Linked DNA regions of Mus musculus: regions 1 and 3 are each linked to region 2. A link is a contact called in public HiChIP or PLAC-seq data. All regions are on one chromosome and are shown on one strand. The core of a region is the stretch at or near the end of the contact, and the rest is flanking DNA. Distances in the headings are between cores, read along the strand shown. Region 1 holds the start of Mctp2 (multiple C2 domains, transmembrane 2). Region 2 overlaps Mctp2 (multiple C2 domains, transmembrane 2). Region 3 has its middle 37 kb from the start of Gm39035.

Region 1 (4,241 bases), core at 709-3,208, 66 kb before region 2:
TAGAGTTTTAACTGTAGCCATGATTAGAGTTGTAACTGTAGCCATGAGTGGTCAGGTAGGAAAACTCAAGTACTAAAATAAGAGAATGATTCTCAGAGTGCAATCCACTGAGAGGAGGCAGGTAATACCTTAGGACAGGTAAAGACAAAACCAACATCAGAAGGTCCACTCCCCTGGGGGTGGGGTCCGGAGGGAGCAGGATAGCTCATCTTTGCGGGTGCAAGCAGAAGATATCACCTTAGACATCTCTGTCTGTAGCCCTTTCGCTTTCTATAGCATTGATGCTTGCAAAAGGCTGGGAGCCATTTTCAGCTTATGGTTGGGCTGCAGGAACCGCAGAACAGGAACTTCACTGGGGCGGGAGATAAAGACAAAAGTCTCTTGTGAGGCTTTGTTTAGTGTCTTAATTCATTTGTATCTTTAGTCAGCTTTAAAGGAACAGCTGCTGCTTTTAATAGGCTGCTGTTCTCTTGACTTTCTCCCATTAACTTTGCTCTCTAGAGGGTGTAGGACCGTCAGGGTAGTGGATACACCCTGTTTTGCTTGCTGGACTCTTCTGGGACCTCAATCCAGGCTTTCAAGCAGAGTCTGGGACTATGTCTTTGTTTTAAATCAGAAATATTATGACCTGTCTCAAAAGCTTGTACATATTAAATAGGATCAAGTATCCCATTGCATGCATCTAGACGAGGGCAAAGTTGACTTCCTCACTTCTGGCTATTGAGTTAGTGGACTTTTCAAGTCCAGGCAGTGGCTTTCACTATTTCTTCCTACAGTCAAATACTTTCCTTCTTTTTCACCCCTCCTAACTTCCCACCTAAGAGACTTAGTCATTACCTTATCTTTACTGAATGGTTGATGTGGACCAGAGGCTGGGTACTAGCTTTAGAATTTCTCAGACCCTATGAGCTAGTTATATTTAAATTGAGATTTATTAGAGGGAAGGTTGCTGTCTAATCCCTGGGTGATCTGCCTAGGTACAGTTAGTTGTTGGGCCAGGATTTGATTCTAGGGCTTTCTGAGTTCAGAGCTCAGAATTGCACCAATCACACTCCCCTGGCGTCACAGATTTCCTATCCTCACAGCAGCCTATAGAATGCTAAATCTGTCCCACAGCTAGGTTACCATTTCAGAAACTCCTGTATCTCTTCTCAAAACTACTGCTCCCAGGAAAGGTGATTCCCGATCTTCCCAGAGTCTTCTGTAGCCACCCATAGGCTCTCAGAGCACAGGATGAAAATGGGAGTAGGGTGGGGGTGGGGTAAGGGTGGGGGTGGGGGGCAGCAAAACCGACAAAGCCAGAAGGGAGCAAGACAGGGGCGGGGAGGGGGGGGAAGCACAAAAATTCAAAAGGCAAGTATTTACTGAGCACCCGAGGATCAAAATCTCAAGCGAGTGTCTTTAAGTCTCAGAGTCCTCAGAACAACTCCCAGACCACAGAGCAGCTCATCCTTGGAGAAGGGGACAAGGCCCAACAGATCTGGGTGAGTGACTTCCAGCCACCCTCACTCACATGGCACAGGTTTCCTAGGTTTGGTTCCTAGGGTTGTGGTAGTGAAAACGGAAGCTGTTCTCTGCCTGGTGGTCTTTTAGGAACGGACTAGGAGCACTGTGAGATCTTCGGAGCCTCCGTGAAGAAAAAGTGTTTAGTAACTGCAAGTTTGCAAGACTACACTCCTGTTTCCTTCCTTTTGACTTTTAGGACACACCTTCCTCCCCCGTGAGCCAATCCAAGCGAATGATTTCGGAGTAATCGCGCTCTGCACGCCCAGCTAGCCTAGCGAACAGCCCAAACTCCTTCGTGTCACACCTGGAAGAGTCACCCGCAGCTGCCCCCGCGCTAGCTGGGAGGCGGCTCCAAGGTGACGCGACCGCCTCCTCCCCTTTAAGGCGGGGCTCACAAGGGGGTGGCCGAGGAAGTCCCGCGGCTCTTGGGAAGCTCCTGTGTCCTTTGCATCAGGGATACTTGGTGTTCTCCCGAGCAGTGACCACAGCCATAAGGGACAGCAACGCTGGATCCCACGCAAGTGAGGGGCGCGCGCCCGCCGCCCTGTGCTGGCCTGGGGACTCAGCCTCAGACAGGTGAGATTGGTGGGTCACCTGGTCATGCGTATGGGCAGGGTAGCAGGGTCCTGAACAGTCTGATACTGAGGCTAGACTTCTTTCTGCTTTTAGCCAAAATGGGAAGTTACCGATTTTAGGGTCCGGGGATGGGATTTAATGTCATTCCTAACCCGTGGTTGCCGGCTGGGGGTTAAGAGAAGTGTCTTTTGGCCCAGAGACAAGCATGAAGTGTTGGCGAACTTGTGTTGGCAGTCTGTCACAGCGTTTCTTAACATTTTAAAGGCCGCACAGCAGGGCTTCCCGGAGTCCGGTGGAGTTATCACCCCATTGCTTCCCGAATCTGGACTTTGTAGAGGTCAGTCCTTTGATTGGATGGGCTCTGGTGCATTCCGAGTTCCTGAAGATGTAGAGACTCGCGTTTCTGTCTTTGCGTTGGCATTTGCTCACTTCCAGGACTGTGGAAAAACCTTAGAGTAAGCATAGGTTATGAGCTCTCAGCCACATTATCAAACAAAGCAAAAGTGATGACGATTGAAATGAATTTGCAAAACGAATGTTTCTGCAGTTCGTTCCCTAACGTTGTCTACGCTGTCCAGTTGTTAAATAAAGCTCAGATTTCACAAGATGAGTTTTCTCTGTAAATGGACTAGCTCCTCTGCGGTATGAGGATCCCAGCTGCACCTGGATGCTGGATCCTGCGTGCCCTCCAAGCTACAAGCCTTCAGACATTTTAGGTGCTAAAGAGCTGCTCCGTGAACCCTGGGGCATTAGAGCTTTGGTTTCTCCAGGCATATGAAAATGCAGTCACGATTTATTCTTTGGGGTCTCTGGATGATGATACAATCAGTATTCAAGGCCTTGACTGGGTCAGTGGCAATTCAATTAAACAAATATTGTACACCTGCTAAAGGCAAGCCATCTAAAGAAGAGGCTGAGCTAGTGTTTGGTAGCCAGGTGTTGAGACAAAGGAAGGGAGGGTCCTAGAATGTCTACAGCTTACAGGTGGTGTTTAGAAAAGCCTGGGGCCACATTGATGATTGCTTCAGTATGGTCACCTCAGGTAAAAGGTGCCATATAGGGAAAATGTAAGTCTTAAAGGAGTGTGGCATAAGCCACATTGAAAATAATGATGAAACCTGTCAGTAAATAAAGTTAAGAATTAATGAGGACCAATTATATAAAGGGTTCTATAGGTAAATAGGGCCCAATTATATAAACAGACACTTCATCTTATGGCATAAAATACACATAGTAGACATTAATTCCACCATACAGATGAGAAGTGGAGGCAAAAGACAAGCCAGTAGGTTGGACAAGGAGGTGACCTAGAAATGGAAAATGGATACACCTGTGTGCTGTTTTGATAATCCATGCTGTAGTAAGATCAAGCGATGCAGATGTCTGAAAGATTGGCTGGAAATGAGAATTCAATTATTTTCTCAAAATCTGCTGCCTCAGGTTAAAGTAGGCTGAAGTGAGAACCAGTGGTTTTGTTGTTATTGTGCTGGTAAACTGTGCCCTACCCGGGAAAAGTAGATGGATGGCTATTTTTTTGTTTTGTTTTGTTTTGTTTTGTTTTTTGGTTTTGTTTTGGGGGGGGAATGATTATGTCACTTCTTTAGTCTATCTTAAAAGGACTAATATGTACAAGTGGGGTTGGTAACTTCATATGTATTCTTTCTATGACATATATTAACATACTTCAACAATTTAGCTTAATTTCTTTCCTTAGCTGGGAAGTGACTAAAGGTATCATTGTCCCATGGAAATGACCTTGTGTTTACAAGTAAATACAGTAACATATTTTAACAGTTTAGCCTAATTTCTTCCCATAGCTGGGAAGGGCATAAAGGTATCATTGTTCCTTTGGAAATGACCTTGTGTTTGTATGTAAATCCATCTCTTATTAATAGATGAATACCATTAAAAGACTGCATCTGTCTTTCCTCCAGCCTATCTCAGGAAACAGAGCACATTGTGCAGCCTTGGCAAGGCATCCTGAGCATCCTCATGTCCTGGTTGTGTAGACGTTATTGCACCTCTGCTGACCACATCTCATAGTGCATGCAACATGGAGCTTCTAATTAATGTTATTACGCTCTGTAAAATAAGTAAAGCTAGAACTCAGAATCCTGTCTATTTCCTGTCAAGGAGAATGTTAGCATTCTTAAAACCTT
Region 2 (4,395 bases), core at 1,217-3,716:
ATAGAGCATTTACTTTACTGAGCCTGGCTCATTTCACGTAACAGAGTGTTCTTCAGGCTCATCCTTTATTACTGGAGAATGTGTAGTCATTATTCACAAGAGAGAAGTGTATTTGTATTTTCTTTTTTATTGAGTGCTATAATAAATTTAATTTTTTAAAAAGATTTATTTATTTATTTTATGTATTTAGCATTGCTCTCTTCAGACACACCAGAAGAGGGCATCAGACCGCATTGCAGATGGTTGTGAGCCACCATGTGGTTGCTGGGAATTGAACTCAGGCCCTCTGGAAGAGCAGTCAGTGCTCTTAACCACTGAGCCATCTCTCTAGCAAATTTAATTTTTAATGTGAAAACCTACATGCATCTAATTGATCAGATACTAACTTTCAGTTACAGTGGGGGCTTTGCACTGTATTCAAATGCTTTAGTTCCCCTTCAACTCAGGGGAGCAGCTAGAAGATTAATTTCAGTGCAGTTTTATTCTGTAGGTTTTGGTGACCGAAGTTATTTTTTGGTGAATCACTCTTTTTTTTTACTAAAGAGCTCAGCATTTGTTTTAAATTTGTACAAAATCATTCCTGCTTATGAAGTTTTCTCTCTAGATGTAGGCTCTCAAACAACTCATATACAAGGCCCGCTATTGATTATGTTAGGCTTCAAGACCCACAAGTTACAGCCATTTAACTGTACGCCATGTAACCGATACCTATAAAGAATTCATACGCAAACGAACATGGTAATGCTCTGCTAAGACTGCATTAACATAAACTAGAGAAATACAAACTAGACATTGGGATAGATTGAACCCAGCTATTTAAGTTTCTGACCTTGGTCTGCAACAATATTATGATCTAATGGTTGGATTCATCCTCCAAAACCAGTCTTTCAATAGCATAGTGGCTGTAACCAGTGCTAGAACAATGCAGATGTGTTGTGAAGCAGTCATCTAGGTTTGAAGTCCATGCTTTCAATAGAACTGTCTAGGTCGTAACTTGGTAAAAGGACAAACTACTGCTTTAGCATCTGGAGATATTAGGCAACCCAAAGTCATCGTTTTGGTATTTCTCCAGGGTAGTCGGGTGAAAACTCAGTTTCAGGGGAATACTGCTCAGACAACATCAGGAAAGTACAAAGCTGTACTTGGAGGTGGGGAGGGGTCTTGACCCCACCCACAGGAGTCAATGGGAGAGGAGCCTCCAAGGCTCTCTAGTGCCTCTGTTGGCCAGGGCTGAGAACTGCAACCTGCGGATGTTGAGTCTTTTGCTTCTACTTTGACAATGTTGAGATTTTTCTGGGACGTTTTTACGAAGTTCATTACTACACAGAGTTGTCGTGTATTCTTCGGAAAGATTCAGTAAGGCACCGCGGCTCAGGATGCTGAGCAGGTTTGGTGCTGGTGTCCTGTGGCATGCAGCTGCCACCCAGGACCAGCTTATGTGATGCTTGTTGGTCTTCTTGTGGTGCCCCTCCCTCCCCTCTCTCTCTCTCCTTCTCTCCCCCTTCTATTCCCCCCTCCCCTTCGTTCTTCTATCCCTCTCCATTCCTTCTCCCCCCTCCATTCCTCCTTTTCATCTGGTAAACATGAATAATTATGGACATAAGAATAGTGTCATGTGATACCCAGAGCTTTAACTACATAGCTCTAGAAATCTGGACATATACCAGAGACGGCCTCGGCAGGGTTGTTTCTAGTGTAGACTTTTCTTTGGATTTCTAACGTCCCTCTGACCACACCACAGCATCCCCAGCAATGGGCATGCTGTAGCTAACTAAGGGATTCCTTTCCTTTCTTTTTCTGGCAGACAGCTTTGTTTGCTGTGGCATGGGCCTCAGATGGTGCACGTTGTCTGGGCGTGGTCTTGAGTTCAGTCTTTTGGGAGAAGCATCCTGGTCATTTCCCACTCAGTAATGGTTTGTTTCTCTCTGGCCCCCTCCCCCTCCTTGTTCTCCATTCACGTTTTTATGACATTTATTCTCCTCCTTTATACCCCATATTTCCTTCTTACTTTTGGTCTGAAAAACTGCATCTTGTGTATTGGGTGTGGCCCTAGTCAGTCTAGTGTTTTAGGTCATTGAGAATTAAAGCTGAACGGATATAACACAAGTATCTATTTTCAGTACAACTGCTTCGTAACTTGTTTGGTGTGTGGAGTCCATTAGATCCTGCCTCAGTTTCCCATAGAAAGGAATGTGACTGTGGTGGTGTTTGGTATCATAGCTGCTAGAGCTCAGGCCTTACCTTTTCCACTCACAGGAGACTGGAATGTCTAGTACAGATGAAGTCTCTTGACCCTGGTAAAACTCTCATCTCATGCCCTCTCATAGCCTACATCACTAATTTCTGGAAGTTAACATCGTCTACATTAAAACTTGTTTTCCCTTGATGTGGGGGCTAACCAGTTACCCAAGTCCTCAGCGGTGACATAAAAGAATACTGTGTAGCTGGTGCCCTCTTCTGGCTACTCTTGGGTATTGCAAAGGAGAAAATGAAATTCACCACAACCACCAGAGGGCCTTAACCATCACTCCTGCTATTATTGAGGGCTAGTAGTTTTCTTTGTGATGTCATTAGTTATTATTATTATTATTATTATTATTATTATTATTATTATTATTATTATTAATGTTTATAGATGTGTGTGTGTATACTCACATGAGTGTGTGTGTTCCCATGATGTGTGTAAACACATGTATGCCACAGCAAGTATGTGGAATTTAGAGGACAACTTTGTGGCCGTCAGTTCCTTCCTTGTACTGGTACTGGGGATTGACCTCAGGCTATTAAGCTTGTGTGGCAAATATATTTATTCATTGAGCCATCTTGTTGGCCCTGAAGTTTTAATATTGCAAACCATGCTTCCACATATGGGCCCATGTCTTCAACTGTGTGTACAATTTTGGCCATAGCTTCTTTGCAAGTCAGTTATAGATTTGCATCGATTTTGTCCAGTCCCATGATCACCTGACTTGCTCAGTGTCCTCATTACCCAAGTGACAGTTTGCTCCCCAGCAAGGCTTATTCTCATCAGAAGCAATGAGGGGGCTCACTTCTATTACCTTCATTGACTGTAGAATAACTTTGTTAATTGGGTAGAGGAAAAGCCCTATTCTCTGTTTGCTTAAAGTAGTGTTTGCATCAATAATTTTGGACATTTAAATATGTGTGTTGAGATTTGGCCTTTCATCTTTGCAAATCCTCTTCTGTGTGGAATGGCCTTTGCTCCTACAGTTTGCTGGGATTGTGTGCTCCTACAGTGTGCACAGATGGGATTGTGATGTGTCTGTTGTGAAAATGTTGTTAGTTTTTACTTCCTGTTCTGAAGACTACCTCCCTCCATTTCCACATCTAGACAGGCTCTGGTTCCTTGCATCAGTCACATTAACCCAAACATCTTCCCTGTCTGTCTGATGTATTTTCTTTCTTTCTTTCTTTCTTTCTTTCTTTCTTTCTTTCTTTCTTTCTTTCTTCCTTCCTTCCTTCCTTCCTTCCTTCCTTCCTTCCTTTCTCTCTCTCTCTCTCTCTCTCTTTCTCTCTCCTTTCTTTCTTTTCATTTTCCATTTGTATCTTTCATCTGTCTCTATTTTTTCCCAATTTTCGGAGCCCCCCCCAAAAAACCTTAGCTTTTTTTCCCAAAACTACTTTTATATGAACTAGAAGAAATCTTTCCTTCCCTAATGACTAGACTGTCTCTTTTCAATGACTATACACACAGGTGCCATACGTTCCAGCGGTGCTTTCTCAGCTTCAGCTGGATTTCTGCCGATGTGTTCCTTAGTGCAAGAGTCAGGTGTGCATCACAGTGCACTGCATCTATACCTCCCCAGTTTTTGACTTTGCAAGCTCTCAACTCTGCTTCTTGCTGGCAATACCCTCTCTGAACACCAGATGGCATGAGATCCTCACTGTGAATGTGCAGCAGGACAAAAACCTATGGGCTGCCTTGTCAGAAGCAAACCTGAAGGCTTGCTTGGATGCAAACCCCATCCAGGGCTTTGGGTGTCTTCTTCATGCCTGACCGTGTCAGAGCTTGTTAAAACAGTAACACAAAGGAACACAGCTGAGTTTGGGCCCCCTTGTCATCCTGCATAGATCCCACAAGACATGCTGGTCCTAAAAGTCTTTGTGTTTTCCCATTTCTGAGGGCCCACTGGGGGATGCTGGTGCTCAGTTTTGTTTTGAGGGTCTGGCATGCTTCTGCCATGCTTGGGATGTATGATGCTCACCACTCTGATGAGCCAGTTTCCACATAATCCTTTCTCAGTGCTCATGAAGGACCAAGGAAAGTGAGTCTGGACTGCCTCCTGTGTTTGCTGCCCCCATCTTCACCACTGACTTGAATTTACCCTAGCATAGTTTTTCATCTGCTTGTGTAGGAATTCTCTATGTTTGTTG
Region 3 (4,427 bases), core at 618-3,117, 100 kb before region 2:
ATAATTCACATGCATTATCACCTTAGTATTGTAGGAAACACCAGGGCTTGCACATTGGCTACTTGTGTTGTTGTACTTGGTTTGAGACAAGGTCACACTATGTAATCTTGGTTTGTCTCGAATTTATAATCCTCTACCACTTAGGTGTGGTGATCTCAGGTGAGGACCATTTTGCCCAGCTTGAAAAGTCTTGTTTTTTTATTAGCAGTTGTGTAAAATCTGGAAGGCATAACCTTCTAGACCTGAGAATACATGTAATGATTATTGATCCACCAACCAGATAGCCCATGTGAAAATGGATGTTTGATCTGTTGCAGAGGTAGCAATGCCAAAGTTTCATCATTTGGCCCTTGTAAGCCTGGGGTTCTGATCAATGAAATAAATCAATTTGGTAAACTTAGGTAAAATGGCTAATCTGCAGAGCCCTACCTTTTCCCTTTATTTTTCAGAGTCTACACTCTAGGGAACCAATTCTGGCAATTGAGTAATGAATCATGATGTTTTGGTCCAAAATATGGTTCCATTCTCCATATCAGAAATTTATTTTAAATATATAAACAACAGGAGAGGGGGAAAGTCACTAATAGGATGATAGAATACATACGTATTTTTCTATTCAGCTTATTATGTGAAATTAAATATTAGTATAGATTTATACATACATAAAGCAAAAATTATGCAGAACTTCAAAAAACTTCCAACAGACAAAGAAACCTTGACAAAAAAAAAAAAAAAGAGGAACTACAGACTTGGATTTTGGATTATGCCACCGTGAGGTTCAGCTGTTCCTCATGGTGATAAAACATGTTAATTACGGAAGGCAAATTTTGACTTGGCTTATGGTGTCATAGATTTTGACCACTTAAACAGAATACTATAGTGAATGAGTAGGCTACCTCATGAAGCACAGGAGGGAGAGTAAGGGCCAGAGACAAGGTATGTCTTCCCAGGGCATGCCACCACTGGCTTAAATAGACCTTACCTAATTACTACCACTTTCCCACAATGCCATTGACTTATGAATGAATCCACTGATGAGGAAGTCATGTCCCCAACAACCAGTCACTTCCTTGATGCTGCACCTCTGAACAATACTGCATTGTGAACAAAGCCTTCAAGAAAGGGACTTTTGGGGGCATTTCATATGCAGGCAACAATAGTTACAAATCTACAGTAATCAAAGCAGCCTGATACTGGCTTTAAAAAAAAAAGAAGTAAAACATATACATCATAGACTAGCAGAACAAAATAGGGAGTCTGGGAATAAAAATCACTTATAGATGTTCAACTAAATTGTGACAAAGACATCAAGAAGATAAAATGAAAAATCTCTTCAATATACATTACTGGGAAACTAGGTATTTTCATGCACAAGAATAACAGAATACAGATGCACAAAGCAGCGACTCACAATGCCTTGGGGAATCAAACAAAAGACCTTAACACATAGTTCTTAGGAAGAAACAACAAAGCCAAACAGGGTCAGAGTCCTTTGCATTGATCGGAAAAACAGTTATTTGAGTATTAATACCAAAGGAACAGGTAACTAAAGACAGAGTAAGCAAGAAGGAATAAACAAAGTACAAGAGTCTCTTTGGCAATGTAAACAATCAACAATTCAAAGGGGCAACCTGCCACTTGGAAGAAAATGTTTTCAAGCCACATATCTGATACAGCATCGTTAATATTCAAATGTGGCAAGAAACAATCAACTCAACAACAAATACATCCCTAAATAATCCAATTTCAAAGTGGGTGATGGTTGGTAAAAAGGCAAGTCCTCTATCACTGAGCTATATCCCTAGCCCTGCCCATACTCTCTGATTGCTCATGAAAACCAGATTAGCCTCAGCAAATCTGAAAGCATCGGAGTCAGACACAATGTGTTGTCTGACCACAACGAAATAAAACTGAAACTCATTAACAGAAAGGTAACAGGAAGCGATCCAAACACTTAGAAACCAAGAACACACTTCTAAATAATGCATAGGCCAAGGAGGGCATCTCAAAGAAAGAAGAAAATATATCGACCTGAATGGAAATGGAAACCAGTAAAAGGTATGCAGCCTTTTGTGGGCTATGTTTCTTCTGTAATTTTATAATGTATTCTTTTGTGGTTTTAAGTGAAAAAGAGATTAAGTTAGCAGACATATATGAAATGTACACACTGCTTGAAATGTAAATTATTTTTAGAACACTTTCAATGGATGTTTCTTACCTTTTGTGACTTAATTTGAGACAATTATTTTACAGCTTTAAATATAGATTTCTTAGAAAAAATTTATAGAAAATTATGCATGCCAGTGGGTTTTTCATTGGTAATTCATTTAATTTGAATCATTTAGGGGTGCTGGAGAGACAGTTTAATGGTTTAGAGCACTAACTGTACATCCAGAGGACCTAGACTCAATTCCCAGAGCCCATGTAGCACATCACAACATCCTCTAACTCCAGTTCCGGCGGAACCAGTGCCCTCTTGTGGACATCATGGGCATTAGGTCCACACATGATGCATGAATATACATGGAAACAAATACTCATGTGTGTAAAATAAAATATGTAAAGGTTTGCTAGACTTTCACAGATTTAGTCCAATCTTTACATCAAACTAACTGCTACAGTGATGGAAACTTAATAAAACTATCTGCAAAAGTATATGAAGTATACCAATATTAAAATTATGAAATATATCTAGGATGCTTACCAATTAATGTAATAATTACCATTACCAGATAATGGATTTTAAATTCATGTCTAGTAACATGAGTTGATTTGTATGGACAATATGACTTATTGTGCAGTTTCTTAAGTCAAGTACCTTCTCAAAAATTTATAATGGCTTTCAATAATGTATATCAAGCAAACAGACAAACAAAACACTAGAAAACCAACTGGATGATGTAGATGTTTCAACTGGTGTTGAAAGCTTCCCTGGTGTCTATACTATAATAGACATGTCTGTTTTTAATGTGCAGATGACTGTCATCATGTATGAGAAATAAATGATAATTTATTGATGGATAATTTACAAAAAATGTATAAAATTGAAACACAGTAGTTTTCAGAGACGAATTTATAGATTTTGTATGTTAAAAGAGGTGGGATGTTGTTTTTTTTAGGCGAAAGAAGTTCTGGTGTTTGACATCATAGCCAGCACAATTGAAAATAAATTGTTATATATCTCAAAAGAGAAAGGTAAGAAGAATGTAAGCATATATTTCACAATATCTTATACTGTTTGGTGTCTTTAATTCCTTTTAAACAAGCTTTCTTCTTCTAATCTCATGCATGTCTCCTCTCTTTCTTTCGTTAAATAAACCATCATCACCATTCATCCTTGCCTTTATTATTTCTATGTGTGTGTAGTGTGAACATGAGCACAATTCCCAAAGAGGCCAGAAGAGGGCTCTGATCCCCAGAAGCTAGAGTTACAGGCAGTTGGGAGCCGTACAATGTGGGTGGTGCTAAATGAGTTCAGGTTCAAGGGTAAGAACACAATGTGTTCTAACTACTGAGCCATCTTTCCATGTCTACTAGCTTTTCACATCATGATACCTGTCTCCTCCTCTCCCTCTTCCTCCTCCTCCTTTGCCCCCTCCTCCTTCTCCTCCATCTCCTTTTCTTCTATTCCTCCTTTTTCTCCTTTGCCTCTTCCTCCTCCTCTCTCTTCTTTTCCTTCTTGTCTTATTCTTTGTGTTGAGATGGAATTCATGATGTTTCTCATGTTATATAAATGTTCCATTAACAAGCTATGCCCAATGCTCAGATGTGCTATTGGAATGCCTTTTTCAACTCAGTGGTAAAGTTTCCCAGTTATTCAGACCCATAAAATGGTGTAGAGTCATGCCAAGTCAAAGCATTTGTCTTAGTTAGGGTTTCATTGCTGTGAAGAGACACCATGAACAAGGCAACTCTTATAAAGGACAACAATTAATTTGTGCTGGCTTACAGGTTAGGAGGTTCAGTCCATTATCAATACAGCAGGAAGCACAGCAGCATCCAGGTAGGCATGGCACTGGAAGAGCTAAGAGTTCTACCTCTTGTTCCAAAGGTAACTAGGAGACCACTGGCTTCCAGACAGCTAGGATCAGGGTCTCAAAGCCCATGCCCACAGTGACACACTTTCTCCAACAAGGTCACACTTCTGAATAGTGCCACTCCCTGGGCCAAGCATATTCAAACCATCACAGCAACCATACCATGGCATATTCAATACACCAGAAGGATAGACAATGAATATTACCTTCAATTGCCACAATAGCATCAAACACTGGATATTATAACTGTTTGGGAAATGGAGACATGAATTTAGAGTTCTTGGGGATTTATTGAAAGACACATGGGTAATAAGGGAAGGTGTCATTTTCTTACTGTAAATATCACAAACTTTTCATATTCTTTGCAGTTACGGTGAGCTAGGAATCTCA

Evidence for each region. HiChIP or PLAC-seq counts read pairs in DNA pulled down with a chosen protein or histone mark.
Region 1: a contact with region 2 is called in a CTCF HiChIP or PLAC-seq map of CD8 T cells, with 12 read pairs. The contact joins the promoter of Mctp2 here to the enhancer-like site in region 2. A contact is called at or near these places in 4 of 39 promoter capture datasets (liver, neutrophils and pre-B cells), 1 of 15 datasets of contacts at CTCF or cohesin (CD8 T cells), 25 of 484 Hi-C or Micro-C datasets (B cells, CD4 T cells, CD8 T cells and 14 more), 7 of 115 datasets of contacts at active chromatin or transcription factors (CD8 T cells, double positive thymocytes, effector CD8 T cells and 3 more) and 2 of 9 other capture datasets (adipose tissue and liver).
Region 3: a CTCF HiChIP or PLAC-seq map of CD8 T cells shows a contact between it and region 2, with 13 read pairs. The contact joins two enhancer-like sites. A contact is called at or near these places in 2 of 39 promoter capture datasets (both in liver), 3 of 15 datasets of contacts at CTCF or cohesin (CD8 T cells, embryonic stem cells and liver), 92 of 484 Hi-C or Micro-C datasets (B cells, B-cell progenitors, CD4 T cells and 49 more), 10 of 115 datasets of contacts at active chromatin or transcription factors (CD8 T cells, bone marrow-derived dendritic cells, embryonic stem cells and 3 more) and 3 of 9 other capture datasets (adipose tissue, liver and pancreatic islet).

The regions. Positions count from the first base shown.
Region 1 is chr7:72,304,312-72,308,552 of GRCm38.p6, reverse strand. It overlaps Mctp2 (multiple C2 domains, transmembrane 2), which reads left to right and starts at 1,958. Exons shown (of 23, transcript NM_001024703.1): 1 at 1,958-2,082. It overlaps Gm39035 (a long non-coding RNA gene), which reads right to left and starts at 1,691. Exons shown (of 5, transcript XR_882214.2): 1 at 1,514-1,691.
Region 2 is chr7:72,238,287-72,242,681 of GRCm38.p6, reverse strand. The region is part of intron 4 of Mctp2 (multiple C2 domains, transmembrane 2); the gene reads left to right. Among named protein-coding and RNA genes, the nearest start is that of Mctp2, 66 kb to the left of the region's middle. Within about 2 kb of position 2,466, at least 4 of the 459 cell types and tissues checked have an H3K27ac peak or open chromatin away from gene starts, as enhancers often do. A contact at or near this core is called in CD8 T cells, where this site is marked.
Region 3 is chr7:72,342,006-72,346,432 of GRCm38.p6, reverse strand. No RefSeq gene overlaps it. Among named protein-coding and RNA genes, the nearest start is that of Gm39035, 37 kb to the right of the region's middle. Within about 2 kb of position 1,867, at least 5 of the 459 cell types and tissues checked have an H3K27ac peak or open chromatin away from gene starts, as enhancers often do. A contact at or near this core is called in CD8 T cells, where this site is marked.